2 separate regions of the Mus musculus genome follow, and region 1 is linked to region 2. Evidence: chromatin contacts called from public HiCAR-type data. All regions are on one chromosome and are shown on one strand. Each heading gives the region's core, a stretch centred on a gene start, on an enhancer-like site or on the middle of the called end of the contact. The rest is flanking DNA. Distances are from core to core; before and after follow the strand shown. Region 1 holds the start of Fst (follistatin). Region 2 has its middle 19 kb from the start of Gm41072.

Region 1 (5,055 bases), core at 651-3,150, 270 kb before region 2:
GTTTGCTATTAATTGTTAATGTCGCCTACCATTAGAGGGCACTAAACAACTCCACATTAATGCGTTGGAGGGAAGAGAAAAGGAAGCGAGGAAAGGGGAGGGAGAGTATGGGCAGAGTTCGGGGAGAGGGAGGGGAGACCGAAGCCGGGAAGGGCTGGGAAAAAGAGATGTGGGGAGTGGGAGGAGGGAGGAGGGAGGAGGGAGGAAAAAGCCTGAAGAGGAAGGAGACTGACAAACGGGCAGACAGACAGAAACAGACAAAATGAATCTGGCAAGATTAAGAAGGATGTGAAGCCCCAGAGCCGTCTAAAGTGAGCAAAAAGCCGGCTCTCCCGGGTCACCCACTCCCCTCCCCGCCGCTCCGTCCTCATGACTGTAATTATAAAGCGAAAAGCGGCGGCGAGGTCACCCGTTTTTACCAGCCTGCTGCACCGAATGCGCGCGGTGCAGGTGCGGCGGCCGCGGGGCTTTGTGATTCATGCCCACTTTCAAAGGGGGGCTTGGGCCCGTCTGAGAGGCACCCAAACAACTGTCTTCTAATATTAGCACGGCTGTATTTCGGGATCTATTATAGTCTGTCCAGACAGATCCCATTGTAATGGGACCTTTTATTAAAAGATTAGCACTATCTCCTGCAGTTGGTGGAAAAAAATCTGTTATCACTGAGTTATTTGCAGTTGTGGAGGGGGTAGGAGGAGGGTGATGGAAGATGGGGGTGGGAGGATGAGAGGAGGACCGGGGGGGGGGGGCGCTAGGGCTGGGGCTAGAGAAGAAGGGCGAATTTGAAATCCGTAAGAGCAAATCCCAATGACCTGGGAATGTCCAAGAATTTTGTCTGTTTTGTTCGCTGTTTGTTGTCGTTCGGGCTTCAGAAGCGAAAAGAATAGAAATTTAAAAGGCAGCTTTGAAATAAACAATATAGCCTTTTCCGTGAAGTAATCGTTTTATATAAAAGGAAATATCGCCTCCTCAGTTTCATTCAGCCGTGCCAGAAAATGTTATAAATGAGAAGACCCGCCAACTTTCGGCGAAGAATGCCAGGCATTGCACTCAATAAACTGAGGCTGCAGAAGTTCATTATCATGGTGCAATCTTTTTTTTAAATAAGAGAGAGAGAGAGAGAGAGAGAGAGGAGTCGGGACAGAAACTGGGGCGTCTCGGAGCGGGGGAGGAGGGGGGCAGACCGCCTACGTCGGCGCCCCCGCTCGGGGCTGCGACTCCAGACGCGACGAAGTGAAAGGGGAGAAAAGAAAGGGAGAGGGCGAGACTGCCGGGGGCGGCCGGCTCCGAGGTGTTAAACATTTTTGTTTGCTTCTGACTTGTGGAGCCCGAGGGCCGCGTCTCCGCAGCGCTCGGCCCGGGTGGAAGGTGCCCGGGGGTCGGGGTTCTTAGCAACCTACTCCAGGCTGGGGGGGGAGGGGGCGCGGGAGGGAGTGGGAGGCGGGGGAGCTGGCAGGGTGGCCGCAAAGTAAGACACGTAAGAGACCTCGGGACACAAAACGTCTCCGGGACCCCGCGCCAAGGCTCTGCAGGGAGGCTCCTGAAACTGCTCCCCCGGGCATTGAAGCAGCTCAGGGATCCTGCGGCGGGTTGCAGAAGTCTCATCCCGGAGCCCTGGAGCAGAGGTGCTGGGGACCCATTCCCGGGGTCCTCCGGGGTCCCCGCGCTCCGCCGGCCGCCTCCTCCAGCGCCCTCACTCACACGCGCACACGCACACACGCGCGCACACACACACTCGCACGCCACCCCGGGCGCGCCGGCTCCGAGCGGCGGCGTGCAGGACTGAAGTGGATGTTCCTCCCCACCCCCGACGCGTCGCCCCCAGCCCCCGCCCCTGCCTCCTTCCCCCCTCCCCTCCCGCTCCTACGCAAATAAGAACTCGGCGATTCCCCTCCTGCCGCTTTGATTTCGGGCACCTCCGACAGATAATTGGGAAGGGTTTCCAGAAGGTGGGAAATGTCACCTGATTCACACTGAACTTTTAAAAGCTCCCCACCCCCAAAGAGCCGGCACACCCTCGGTCGCGGCCGCCCTCCCACAGCCCCACACACTGGGAGACCGCCCACCGCAAACCTCGGAGACCCCCGTCTAGATTTAAAGCGCGGCTGCGCCCGGCTTCTGACGTCCATTGAATCGCGCGGGCGGCCGGTGGCGAGCGCGGGGCTGCGCCGGGATCGCTGCGCCCTCCGCCGCTCGCCTCTGCGACGCGCGCCGCTCGCCCGAGCCACCCGCCGCCGCGCTCCTCGCCCCGCGCCTGCCCCAGGATGGTCTGCGCCAGGCACCAGCCCGGCGGGCTCTGCCTCCTGCTGCTGCTACTCTGCCAGTTCATGGAGGACCGCAGCGCCCAGGGTGAGTGGAAGGGATGCGCCCAGAGGCTCGGCTGGGGCAGGGGTTCTACTTTTCTGCTGTCTCCACTTGGTCTGTTCTGACCTACGCTGCTCTCGGAAGATGTTGGAACCACCCGGCTACTCCTGTAGAACGGAACGGGAGGGAAAGACTGAAGGCAGTGACACTTTAGGATAGAGAGCGGAGTTTAGAGCCAGGTTACCCTCAAAAAGGAAAGGGCTTGAGTGGAGGAGCTGGAGCCTCAGTAGTTAGGGGTAGATGCTCCAAGTTCTGGTCCTAATGACTTTAGATGTTATCTCCCCTGGCTGGCTCGGGAGAAGGGCGAGCATCCGTAGCCTGGAGATTACAGTCGACCTACTAGCAATCTATCCATCTTCCTTCCATATCTTTTGGAGACTCTTTAAAAAAAAAATGACGGGGTGGGGGATGGGAGATACCGAATTTTCTTGGGTGGCCGGGGGACGTGGTTTCAGAAACTTTGCCCAAACTTGGAAATGTGGGTACTGAAATTTTTAGAGGGAGGTAGTTTTACGCTTAGCGGATGCTCCTTCTGCCTCTTTCCCCCAAGCCCCGCGAAAAAGAAGAAAGACAAACCAAATTATTAGCCCGAAGTGTTTTAAGTACTTTACAGTTTTCTCCACTTTGCCTCATTCCTGTTAACTTCTGTGAACCAAGCAGCCCACAAGCTATTTAGACTCCGACCTGGATTAAAGAGCAAATTTCTGAAGTTTATCTTCTAAAATTAAAAATGAATTGATTTTATTACAATTAGTCTCCAGGCTGGATTTCTTTTTTAAAAATAGTGGTAACCCCGCAGCTTCACGACAATTACTCTCGAGTCACTTTGGTGATTCATGAGACGTCTGCTTGCCCAAAGTCCGAACACATTAAATAGGGACAGAGAAAGAAACTATTTGTAAAGAGGTTCTTGGGAGACATAAGGTAGGTATGTGTGACCCGGTAGACGCCTCCGGGTTCTAACCCTGCTGCGTTGCCTGTTGGAGCGGTAAGGTTTTGTGTGTCGTAAGCTGCCCTCCCCGGCACCGGTCCTAGCCGTCTGCCCGACACTAGGCTGGGCTACCAGCCTTGCTGATAGGGGCGCTGCCTGGGTGCCGGGACGTGGGCGCCAGAGAAAGCAGCCCTCGGAAATTTCGAAAGACCGCGGTGGCTGCGGGCGTGCTCCGGGCTGGCGGATTGCAAAACGGGCCCGTCGGGCGGGCTGCGCCTCGAGGCCGCTCAGGGCAGATCCAGGCTGGGCCCGACTGCTTTTTTTTTTCCTTTCATTTTTCACAAGTATCTTTATGCTTGATCTGTTCCTGCAGATTCATATTCATTCTCCCTACACTCCCCCCTCTCCCCTCCCTCCTCCCCTCCCTTCCACGTCTCCCCTCTCTTACTTTCTTAACCCCTGTCACAAATAATTCTCTTACCGCCTACATGAAACCGACATGTAAAAACATCCGTCGCATCCTGTTTTTGTCAGGTTCTTTAATCTGGTCTTCCAGTCGCTGCAGGTTATGAAATGGGACGAATAAAAGTAAACAGTCTAGTAAAAGTCAATGCAAGCTGCACGTGTTGTGTCTGGGTCACTGGTAACTGACATTGATATGGCTGGGGCGCAGCGGCGGCCGCTCTAGCCCACCTCCCACCTCCCACCTCGGTGACGGGTCCTTCCCCACTCTCCCCTTTGGAGATTCATATTCTCTCTCTCTCTCTCTCTCTCTCTCTCTCTCTCTCTCTCTCTCTCTCTCTCTCTCCCTCCCTCCCTCCCTCCCTCCCTTCCTCCCACATCCCTCTCTCCCTCTCACATCCCACTGTCCCTCTCCTGCTCCCCTTCCCCCAATCACTTGCTCCCCGCCCCACCAGGCCTCTTTGCCCAGCTCTAAGCAGCCTTCCTTCCCGCTACCCCACGGCTCACTCATTCACCTACTGATCCCTGTCTCTTCACAGCTGGGAATTGCTGGCTCCGCCAAGCAAAGAACGGCCGCTGCCAGGTCCTGTATAAGACAGAACTGAGCAAGGAAGAGTGTTGCAGCACCGGCCGGCTGAGCACCTCATGGACCGAGGAGGATGTGAACGACAATACTCTCTTCAAGTGGATGATTTTCAACGGGGGCGCCCCCAACTGCATCCCTTGTAAAGGTGGGCCTCCTCTCCCCTAGGCGGCAGGCCCTCAGTAGAGGGCGTCTTGCCCTCAGCGTTCCTACTAGCTGACTGAAGCTTAGGATTGGCAGAGTTTTGTTCAGTTTCTCCTTTTTTTTTTTTTTTTTCAAATTCTACCCGGAGTGGAGTTAGCTAGTGGAATCTGCCTCTGCTCGCGCTGGAGGCAAAACAAGGTCGGAAGAGGTCAGTCCCCGGGCTTCTTAGCCGAGAATGATAATGAAAGCGACCAACCAGTGTGGTCTTTGAGAGAATTTGGATACAGGACTTGGCCTGAGGTCCCCAACCCCCTTATCCCTTCCAGGAGACAGTCTGGGGCCCTCCATCTCGGATGCATGATTGCTCAAGACATCTGAGACCACCAGTCCACCCCACTCCGCCCCAGGCTGACCCTCCAACTGCCTGGCCTTGGTTTGAATGTGTGCCTCTTTCCAACTCCTAGAAACGTGTGAGAACGTGGACTGCGGACCTGGGAAAAAATGTCGAATGAACAAGAAGAATAAACCCCGCTGCGTCTGTGCCCCAGACTGTTCCAACATCACCTGGAAG
Region 2 (4,989 bases), core at 450-2,949:
TGTTTGCTTTCTCTTTCTCTCTCTCTCTCTCTCCCTCTCTCTCTCTCTCTCTCTCTCTCTCTCTCTCTCTCTCTCTCTCTCTGTGTGTGTGTGTGTGTGTGTGTGTGTGTGTGTGTTAGGGATAGCTAAAGAGGTATTAGAGTTGGGGGAATAGAAGAGACACACACGTCCAAGGCATAAGCTCCTAATCTAGAAAGCCATGTTGCCCACAGCTCTGCATGTCTCAGGTCCCTTTGCTACGACAGAGGAGCTGGGCTCCTCTTGCATGAGATCTAAGATCCTTAGCCTGGCTAGGCAGCAAATAAGCTACTGTTCTTCCTCCACTGTGGGCTGTCCAGCAGGAGCAAATACGCTGTACTCAATGAGCCACTGATCCCATAAGGAATGGACCTAGAGATATCTACCCACCTTTAACATAGGCTCAAAGACCCAGGAGAGTGACATTAGCTGGTATGGTTAATTAAGCCTTCTCCCATGGGTTTGGGTGGGGGTTGGGGGCTACATGCAGCAAAAAGACCTTTAGGGATGGAAATGACTTAGCTCTGTGCTGTGTTGCTCACTGATGGAAGGACCAAGGCAACCATGCATTTCACTTCCCCTGGACCTCAGCAAGGCCTTCTATTTGGTCAACAAGGTTGATCTTGGGAACCTTCTACACTCTATAGCTATGGACAGCATGTTTGGAAAGGGCTTAGGGATATCTAAGTGATTTCAAAGGCTGAAGTCTATATAAAAGGGTGAAGTTACTATGAAAACTATTCAAATCAAAAATGGAATTACTATGTGGTCCAACAATTCCATTCTAAGTATATAACCTCCTTCCCTATTAAAATTAGAATCATAGACCAGTTTGCATACCTATGTCGTGGTGCCATGATTCACGAGCATCAAAGAGTGAAAACATTTCACATCAAGATGAATGAATGAATGAATAAAACACGGTATATACAAACAAAGGAATACTCTTTGACTTTAACACAGATGAGCTTTGAGAATACTGTACTATCTGAAATAATCCCATTACAGGAAGATAAAGTCTGTATGAGGGGTCTAAGTTCTTCCTCTTCTTAGTGTTTGGGATCAAATCCAGGGCCTCACAAATGGTAGGTAAGGGATGTAAATTAGTCAAAATCATAGAAAGAAGAACAGTGGCCAGAACTGGGGGGTAGGACCATCATGGACACTTTTGTTCTATGTGTATATAAGTTCCACATGTGTGTCTTTGTAGTTTTGCAGGATTAAAAAAAAAATCTAGAAATTATTGTGCAACAATGTGGGAACAGCTGGTTACGACTGACATGTAACTTCAAAGTCTTTACAACGGTCAATTTGATATTATGGGCCAGAAAACCACAATGAAAAGAAAAACTCAGGTGATCTACAGGGAACAAGCAGTTTCCTCCTCCTGAGAAGGGGTTCCTGGGAAAGGAAACACACTGGACAGAGAAGGTGGTTCAGGTTCCTACCTGATGTGGGGAGCAAGCCTACGGACACATTTAGCAAATCTAGGCCCATATCTGGGCTGTTGGTTCTTTCAGGAGCGGCCCCATAAGGCGCCCCATTCTTGGGTCTTGTCCTGCATTCCCTGGGAAGTAAACAGAGCTGGGAGACTCCCTGTTCTAGGAAAAAGCTAATCAAATGATCCAACCGCTCTGCTCCTCGTTTGGAACCCCGAGAGAGGTACCAGGAAACGCAGTTTTGGCTGAGAGAATGTGGCTATGAATAAAGAAAGCTGTCATAGACAACTGCTGTCTTGCTCCGGTTCAACCCAGCCCTTCGCCTTTGCATAAGGACCCACAGTAGGTATCAGCCAGGGGGCTGGAGTCAGACCAGACTCAGGGAACACAGTCCTCCAGCCTTCCGCCTCTGCATTTTGGAAGAGAATCGGACTTCTATCCTTGTCCCATTATTTAGTGTTTGGGAAAGGGCCCAATTAGCTAGGAGACTGGGAGCTTAGAATTTCTGCGAAGGTGGGCTGTGGCATTAAGAAACGGTTATGAAGTCTGTAACCCCAAACCCCTCTAACAGTTTCCTAACTATCCTCAGGAGACGGACACTCTTGGCTGAGATAGGAGGGAGGAGTATGGCTTCAGAGAGATCAGCTTCGCCCTCGCCCTCGCCCTCGCCCTCAGTGGTGGGAAGCAGCGTTCTTGTGACCCGATTTCAATCTTTGCTAATGAACCATTTCAGAACAACTGAAGTTTCTGGAGTCACTGATAATTGCATACATTTTCCTTTCTCTCTCTCCTCTCTCTCCTCTCTCTTCACTTAAGAATCTTAAGTCTCCATCCATGAAGCCCCATTTTTAGTAACACACTGGATCCTGCCAACATCCTGGGGCTGAGTTTGCCTTTCCACTTCTAGGAATTTCCACGGACATGCAGGAGGGGGGGGTTCCAGGCTGCCAAGATGGCTGTGAATGTGTGTGACCATCGAGGAGGTTGAGGTCAAAGGTCTCTCTCTCTCCAAAGCACCTGAGGTGAGCGGCTTCAACCACTTCAGAACAAGATCGCCAGTTCACCTCAGCCACAAGGTGATCTGGCGCCAGAATTGTTTTTAGTCACTCTAACCGGTCCCCAGGCCCACTGCAAGACAGCATCCAAAAAGGCCAAGCGTTTGGAACCACAAACCCCCACGGGGGGACAACAGGGCTCTGTGGTGATGTGGTTTATGGAGCCTCATTTTTAAAATCTGACATACTTACAATGAAAGTCGCTGTGAAAAAAAAAAAAAAAAACAACAACAACAACTGGATTCCCCCCACCTCCTTTGCTATTTATTGCCTTGCATGGTATTAAGGTTATCTCAGAACTCAGCCATCAGGGACAAGGCCTTGAACAACTCAGTGTTTCACCCCAAAGTGAATCTGCAGTTAACCCTTTGAACAACAGAGCAATGTGATTCTTGCCACGTAGTGTTTTTTTAAAAAAAAAAAAATACTGAAACCAGAGTAACAAACACAAAGGGATTGAGGCCCTAAGTGGAAACACCCCCTCAGGTTTTGTAGAGCCTGCCATGTTCACCACAGGGCCTCTGATGTTTTTATAGTAGAGACTCTGATAACCAAGCCCTACTTTTCATTGTAACTCAGATGTAGACTCAGAACCTTCCTTCCCTCCTGTGGTTACTCGTGGGCGCTCTTCCTTTCAGCCTCTGTTCCCCGCAGCCAGCCAGCCAGCCAGCCAGCCAGCCAGCCAGTCAGGGAGGCATGTTACACTAAGCCTTATTTAATACGGCTGACTTTACTGGGTGCTTGTGGCCCGGGACCTTAGTTTTTGCAGCTCTTAAATGCCATCTCAAATCCATTACAACGTGTGGGTGAAGCTAATAAAACCACTCAAAGATCAAGACGGCATGACACCAACTTCATAGGCATGATTCTACAATAAGGACATGTATTCGAGGTGAGCACCATTCGGTATCTGGCTACTCTTTTCCAAGACTCTGCTGAGAGGTTTGCAGAGCTTCGGAGGCCAGGATCATGGCTCAGTCAATGGCATCAGATGCGATGTTGATCTCCCTGCCACCAATCCATCTATAGTTAGGCGAGGAACCGAACTGGGCCAATGATTTGCTCAATTTTGCATGGGCCACGTTTATAGGTGCAACACGAAATCTGCTCTCAGATCTCTTGGGAACGCCCTAATCAAAGACCACAGCAGAGTTCAAAAAGTCCTTGAGAAAGCCATCTGGGAACTTTTGTGTGCTGACAAGTTTTGTTCTCGAAAGTCACAAACACACTTGCAAGATCACAAGCAGATACGGTAGACTTCTGAGAAAATGCAAGACCACATTGTGGCCTGACAAAAAGCCACAGGCCCTCGAAGGTCACAGATCTCTTTGGGAGCTTCACTACCTGTACCCTATAACCACAGGACACACTGTTTTCATGAGAACTAGCTGAAACTTCTCCAATAATGGCTTAGGTATGTGCCGGCTAACAAGGAAGTGAAATCAGAAAACTAGTCTAAAAGTAGCCACAATTTAAGTGGCTACGTACACACCCTGTTTTCTTGAGCTTGGAACATATGCTATGTGACTGATCTTAGTCATCATTTTATGGAGTGATTATTGCTATCTTCACCTTGCAGATTAAAACACTGGTATGGGAAGAAACCTGTCATAAGACATCCAGCTTTTAAGTGGCATGCCCAGATTCAAAACTATTCATAGCTAGATGATGCATAAAGGCAGTTTGGTCCAGAACAGATACTTCGAGTGATGGTGGCTACCTGAAGATTAAAGTCAAGCTTAAAATTTGCAATTACATAGTAATGCTGTAACCATTACACTGTCATGATGCAATGCTTTATCTGTGTGTCTACAACAGTACTAGTGCCAATGACCGACTGCGTTGCTGGCCGTTTAAAGGAACAGCAATGTAGTTACATATTATGTGCCGCACATGCGAGCCAACGCCTGTGCTTCTGGCTTGTGTATTTCCAGATTTGTTGTTCCTTTAGAGTCTTCCGCTTGCTTCTACTTATTGAAAAATGGTGTCACTGCCCTGCAGAAGGCTGGCCAGCCTGCAGCAGCCACATGTATCTTGTGTTTATAATAACTTTGTGATAGTCCAGCAATGATGAAATTGTCTGATGACACATTTCTCTGCATAGCCCCAGCATTAAGCAACACATGTCTGCAGTTTTGCTCCAGCCACGCTCTTGTCCCAACACCACCTGTGTATGTGCCGTTCTTCATCCTCCAAAGCCTTGTCCCTCGGATGCATTTTACACTGTTCGCGGTCATAGCATCGAGCTTCCCTCAGCCTTGCCTCTCTGTGTGAAGACCACCCTGTCTTCACAAAAGATGTACACATTCCTTTTTCAGTTTCTGGATATTTTATGCAGAACTTCAGGACTGCATTAATCTGATTCTAATTGCAATTGTTTTTATGCTAGTCTGTCTCCTGTTGAAGACAGAATTTCTTAAGGGCAAGATTCATGTGTGTGTGGCCCATGCCCCTAGGACTGACATAAGTTTCAGATT

What was found. HiCAR-type assays count read pairs that join an accessible place to other places.
Region 1: a contact with region 2 is called in a HiCAR-type map of fibro-adipogenic progenitors, with 3 times the contacts expected there. The contact joins the promoter of Fst here to the enhancer-like site in region 2. A contact is called at or near these places in 11 of 39 promoter capture datasets (the 3T3-L1 cell line, 3T3-L1-derived adipocytes, cranial neural crest and 6 more), 7 of 484 Hi-C or Micro-C datasets (the 3T3-L1 cell line, adipose-derived mesenchymal stem cells, bone marrow-derived macrophages and 3 more), 7 of 115 datasets of contacts at active chromatin or transcription factors (embryonic stem cells, fetal liver, fibro-adipogenic progenitors and 1 more) and 4 of 9 other capture datasets (adipose tissue, embryonic stem cells, liver and 1 more).

The regions. Positions count from the first base shown.
Region 1 is chr13:114,455,796-114,460,850 of GRCm38.p6, reverse strand. Fst (follistatin) reads left to right here and starts at 1,900. Exons shown (of 6, transcript NM_001301373.1): 1 at 1,900-2,349; 2 at 4,297-4,488; 3 at 4,949-5,055. The coding sequence starts at 2,265. Gm41074 (a long non-coding RNA gene) reads right to left here and starts at 4,055. Exons shown (of 3, transcript XR_873986.3): 1 at 3,777-4,055.
Region 2 is chr13:114,187,776-114,192,764 of GRCm38.p6, reverse strand. No RefSeq gene overlaps it. Among named protein-coding and RNA genes, the nearest start is that of Gm41072, 19 kb to the left of the region's middle. Within about 2 kb of position 1,699, at least 5 of the 459 cell types and tissues checked have an H3K27ac peak or open chromatin away from gene starts, as enhancers often do. A contact at or near this core is called in fibro-adipogenic progenitors, where this site is marked.